Linked DNA regions of Pan troglodytes: region 1 is linked to region 2. A link is a contact called in public Hi-C data. All regions are on one chromosome and are shown on one strand. The core of a region is the stretch at or near the end of the contact, and the rest is flanking DNA. Distances in the headings are between cores, read along the strand shown.

Region 1 (2,700 bases), core at 78-2,577, 520 kb before region 2:
TACATGTGATCTGCATTCCCATAGACTCTTACAGCAGGAAAGGGCTTCGAGAGTCTATGCTCATCCTCCTCATCCTGTCACTGAAAATTAAACCAAGGCCAAGAGGACAAGTGTTTTGCTCCAAATCACTGAGAAGTGTACTGCTCTCTCTCTAATTGTTTCAATAACAGGGGCCCTGTCTTGATCTACTTTGCACCCATGACCTATATGAATCTGCTATAAACCCTGGTACAAGAACATTGAGTTCCTTTATTTCCTCATTGTGGTTTGAACTGGTATTTCTCTACTTCTGGGACAATGTCAAGGTTCTCGAGTCCCTCATAGAGTCAAGGAGGCTGATCCTTGGGCATTTGTCCAAGTGGGTTACAAGGGTGACATCTGGGGCTCTTTCAGCCTGTATCACAGGTCTCTGGCTTCAGGATGCATCTCTGCCATTCTGAGGACCTGGGAATTCATTGTAAGGCTGACATCCAGAGCTTCCTGGCACTATGCAGACACTTCCCTCTGGGGCTTGATACTTCTCTGGGGCTCTGCGGGGACCAGGGTGGGGCAGTGGCCTGGAGTCCTCTCCCCACACTGACCCAGAGAACTGTCTACTAGGGGAGGCATCTTCCCTGCCTCCTGCTTCCTTGGGTTGCATTGCTTTGTCTCTCAAACCCAGGCCTCCCTCTTGTTTTTCACCATAGACCTGGAGGGCCCCTAAACCCTAATGATTAGCAACTGAAAAACTTGTTTTTCCTTTCTCTTAACCTTTTAAACCTGCCCAGAAATTGAGGGAAAAGGTTTGTAGTCTGTCCTCTTGGGGGCAGCAAAGAGGTGCATTAAAAATATAGCAATTAAGTTTCTATTTAAAAGGCCAGCAATTCACATCTTGCTCATCCTTTTACCTGGAATCTTCTCCATTTTTCAACTGGTTCATGCTGGCTTATCCTTCAGGACTCAGCTCAGACATCACCGCAGATAGAAGTTACTCATGTTCATGAATCACCCCCACTTCTCACTCCCTTCTGCAAAAGTGGGGCTTTGCTTTATTGTCCTCTGTATTGCCAGCCCCCTCATATCAAGTGCTCCACAAACACATGCTGACTTGCACTGAATTCAAGGCAAAGTGGTGGGTAAGTGAGATCCACCTGTTGACTGGTGGCTTCCCAGGGAAGATAGACTTAAACAAGAGGCACCAAAAGAGGCGCGTGTTTGGGGGACATTCCACTTCCTAGAATAAGATATTCAAACGCAGAGCCAGAGAGGGAGGACAGGGAGGCCTCTCCTGGCTCCCTGCCTCTATTTACACCAGGCATTCAGAGTGGGGGACAGTTCTAAGACTGACCAGGAGGTGGCAGCGTTGCCCCTTGGATGAGGGACTCCCTTCAGCAGGACAGAGGCAAAGGACACCGCCTCTCTAGCTCTGGGAGGGAGTCACCAGGAGGCCTCCTCTAGGCCAGTCTCAGAGGGCCAGGATGCCAGCTGCCTTGCACACAGTAGGGATCTATAGCCATGTGTGGATCCAACGTGGTTTTGTTTGTTTGTTTTTGAGACAGAGTTTTGCTCTTGTTGCCCAGGCTGGAGTGTAGTGGTGCGATCATGGCTCTCTGCAACCTCCGCCTCCTGGGTTCAAGTGATTCTTGTGCCTCAGCCTCCTGAGTAGCTAGGACTACAGATGCCCGCCACCACATCCGGCTAATTTTTGTGTTTTTAGTAGAGACAGGGCTTCACCATGTTGGCCAGGCTAGTCTCGAACTCCTGACCTCAAGTGATCCTCCTGCCTCTGCCTCCCAAAGTGCTGGGATTATAGGCATGAGCCACCACACCCAGCCCCACATGTTCTTATTCTAAGCTTTGCTAGGGGCTTTGCATGGGAAAGGAAGGAAGGAAGAGTGGGAGAGAGGGAGGGAGGGAGAGAAGGGACTCAGGCCTTAACCTAGAACCCCTGCATCAGAGTCTCTAGGATGGTTCCTGGGAATCCTCAGGTGATTCTGATGGAGGCAGGCACAATTCTCCCTTGTGTGACTAATTTCCCAAGGCCTCGCCTTTCAATCACAGAACTGATTTTATCCATTGTGAAAACCTAATGCAGACCCCAGCGCACGCCTCCTGCTCTCCCTCAGCTGGGAGGCTGACCGAGGTATTTTAGGCATCCCGCCAGAGATGGCTGCTAGGTTGCAAAGACAAGCAGTGCCCTCCTGGGCACAGCCCTATGCCCCCCAGTGGGCACTCCCTCTCTCCTTCTCATCCTATCTTCAGCTTTGGCATGAGTGGCTGGCCTGACACAGCCCACCTCACCCCAGCAGTGGCGCCCCAGGCTGAGCTTCAACCCAACTCTTGGGTAAGCAGCAGGGAAACTGAGGAATATTTCACAGTTAGTCTCTGTCCCCTCTCAAACAGGCAGTATTTTCAGGAGTCCTTCGTGACATTGAGGCCTGTGGGGGACATCTTGATGTTGACTGGGGGCACACGTTGGCAGGGCTACCCCCATGTGGAAAATCTTGGCCGGGGTGGCGGGCTTTTGGTTTTAACAACAAGTGACTCAATTGTTGTCCCTTCTTCCTGCAGCCTCCCCAAGTCACTGCCCACAGATGGCCCTGGGCAGAAAGTGGTCAAAGAGAGTGAAGCCCGGGGGAGGAAAGCTCGGGTGCCCATGGCGCCCACTGGATGGCTGGCCTGGTTGGGACCCACTCTGGCGGGGCCAGCTCCTGGTGGTTC
Region 2 (2,760 bases), core at 61-2,560:
GACATTTAACACTTTATTATAAAATAAGCTTTGAGCTAGATGATTTTGCCCAACTGTAGCCTAATGTAAGTGTTCTGAGCACATTTAAGGTAAGCTAGGATAAGCTATGACGTTCAGCAGATTAGGTGTATTAAATGTGCTTTTGACCTACAATATTTTCAATTTAGGAAGGGTTTATCTGTATGTAACCCCATCATAAGTCAAGGAGTATCTGCAGTAGTGAAAAGAGCTTGTACTCTAACCTTAGGGAGATCTAAGTTTGAGCTTGTGGCTGTGTAATTTTTTACTATTACTTCCTGTAACCTTGGATTGTTGAATCTCAATTTTCTATTTCCTGAAATGGAGACAAAAATAAATACAGTCGTGTGTAAAGTACATTAAAGTATGGAGTGTTGCAAATATTAGCCGCTCAATGAATGTTAGAGCTAATTATATCCCTTTATGAAAAAATAAATTGCTTAGTGAATTCTATTCTCCCTACACATGTGCATATAGCTACTACACGAATAGGCAACTGGCAGCTATCAATTTCGTCCAACTGTCAATCAGATCTGAGAATTACAGATCCAGTTCAATCATCAGACAGCCCGAAACTGTTACCTGAATATTTAAATTACTGCATCTGCTATAGAATTCACGAAGCAACCCTTTTTCAGCAATCTCACCACTCTGACAGTTTCAAAGCCTCAGAGGTTAATTGATTAGCCTCTTAGAAGTTTAATTAATTGTGCAACACATACACGATCACCAGGCAATGAAATCTTTGAACCAAAGTGTTTGTGTAGACCGTCCCCATTACAATCAGATGTGAGGTGGGCTGGTATAAACAAAGGAGCCGGGAAGGAGAGGAAATATCAAGGAAGCCCTGAGTGACGCATCAGAGTCGAGAAGAGACGAGCCTGCGGAAGTACTCCAACAGACAATCCTGCTTTCAATTTCACTTTCTCTGTGCGACCTGAGTAAGTCGCAAAGAGATGCCTGAGAAACTGAGGACATGGATAAATGACGTGTGGACTCTGACAGAACTCTGGAAGGGCACTGAGGAAGATCCTTCCGGGCAGCCAAGGGCTGGGAGCTCCCCTCCCACTTCCCAAGTCCTCCAGCCCCTGGCCTCTCCAGTCTCCAAAGCCCAAGAATTCTTCAGGATCGACTTATCGAGGTTTTCTAGCTTTCCTCCTTCTGCCTGCCTTACCTGCTCAACTCAGACGTCTCAATTATTCCTTTGGCAGCCGCAAAGCCTGGAAGACTGCTTGCAGCCCGAGCAGTTTCCTCCTGCTGCGTCACTGAGCCAGCAGGGCGGAGCCAAGAAAGGAGTGAGGAGTGTGGGAGGGAAAGCAGCCACAGGCTCACTCTGGCACCAGGAGCAAAGCTTCTACTTGCACACCTTCTGGAGGAAAGCAATAGCCACTTTCTGTCTGCTGATGAGGAATGTGATGCCCGGGGTCATGTCACTCACCTCTCAGTCTTGCAGCCTTTCAGGTGGCAGCAGCCAACTGCATCCATCACTCTTGCGTCCTTTCTTTTGTCATTGCAAATTCTGGTCTTCTTGGAAGAAAGGAATGGAAAGTAAACACATATTGAGCACCTATTGTGTTCCAGACACAATGCTTTACGTGCAGCATGGTCCCAGTTAACCCCTGACAATCTTGTTGATTATGAAACGCAGGCTCATAGAAGCTAAGTAAGCCCAAAGCCCAAGCCCTGTCACCTGTCTCAGCTCACTCAACTCACAGCTCTGAGGCAGTGCGGCCTTCTCAGGAGGGTACCGGACTGGCAGTCTGGAGACCTGATCCTACAGCCAGCTCTGTGGCTGCTTAGCTGAGTGACCTCAGGCATGTGATTTAACCATGTAGGGCCTCAGTTCTCTCCTATAACTTGGTTTTGAAGGTTCCTTTCTGCTCTACAAGTTCTGTTCTTGACTATCTTCCTAGCAATGAGCTGTGTACTGTGTACTTAGTGCTGTAGTGGAAAGTATTTCCATCCCCAAAGAATACCCAGTCTTGCTGGGGAGACAAAGCCCTGGGACTTGTGAACAACAAGTAGTGCATGGTCACTTGACGACCACCTGTGTCACACCATCCAGACCCGGGGCCTCTACCACCCCTTATACACCAGGGATTCCCAGGCCTCGCTCTCTAACCCCAGCCTCTCTGCTGAGCTTTAGACCTACAAATCTTGAATATGTGTCAAATGGAAATACTCATCTTTTCCTAAATCTGCCCCTCCTCCCACTTATTCCATCTCCACAGATGGCACCATCACCCGGAGGCCACCCCTCATCCTCATCCCAACACCAAGTCTCTTGCTTTCATCTGCAAAGGGATGACCAGTCGAGTCCTTGTCATCATTTATAGCAAGAAACTGATGACTTGCTTCCTAGCCCTTCATCCATTGTTCCACCCTGCATCATTGACCCACCATCATTTTCAGGACAAAGTTCAAAAATCCTTAACCCATTATTCATTTAATTAATACTTGTTGGACAGGCGCGGTGGCTCACACCTGTAATCCCAGCACTTTGGGAGGCCGAGGCAGGCAGATCACCTGAGTTCAGGAGTTCAAGACCAGCCTGGCCAACATGGTGAAACCGCGTCTCTACTAAAAATACAAAAAGTAGCCAGGTGTGGTGTTGTGCACCTGTAATCCCAGCTACTCGGGAGGCTGAGGCAGGAGAATTGCTTGAACCCGGGAGGTGGAGGTTGAAGTGAGCCAACATAGTACCACTACACTCCAGCCTGGATGACAGAGCAAGACTCTGTC

The links. A called contact is a pair of places that touch in the nucleus more often than the background predicts.
Region 1: a Hi-C map of induced pluripotent stem cells shows a contact between it and region 2, with 3 times the contacts expected there. The contact joins the enhancer-like site here to the promoter of RNASEL in region 2. A contact is called at or near these places in 3 of 7 Hi-C or Micro-C datasets (induced pluripotent stem cells and stem cell-derived neural progenitor cells) and 1 of 1 datasets of contacts at active chromatin or transcription factors (stem cell-derived excitatory neurons).

The regions. Positions count from the first base shown.
Region 1 is chr1:67,037,063-67,039,762 of NHGRI_mPanTro3-v2.0_pri, reverse strand. No RefSeq gene overlaps it. Among named protein-coding and RNA genes, the nearest start is that of ZNF648, 24 kb to the left of the region's middle. Within about 2 kb of position 1,327, at least 7 of the 24 cell types and tissues checked have an H3K27ac peak or open chromatin away from gene starts, as enhancers often do. A contact at or near this core is called in induced pluripotent stem cells, where this site is marked.
Region 2 is chr1:66,516,195-66,518,954 of NHGRI_mPanTro3-v2.0_pri, reverse strand. It overlaps RNASEL (ribonuclease L), which reads right to left and starts at 1,310. Exons shown (of 7, transcript XM_524990.5): 1 at 1,193-1,310.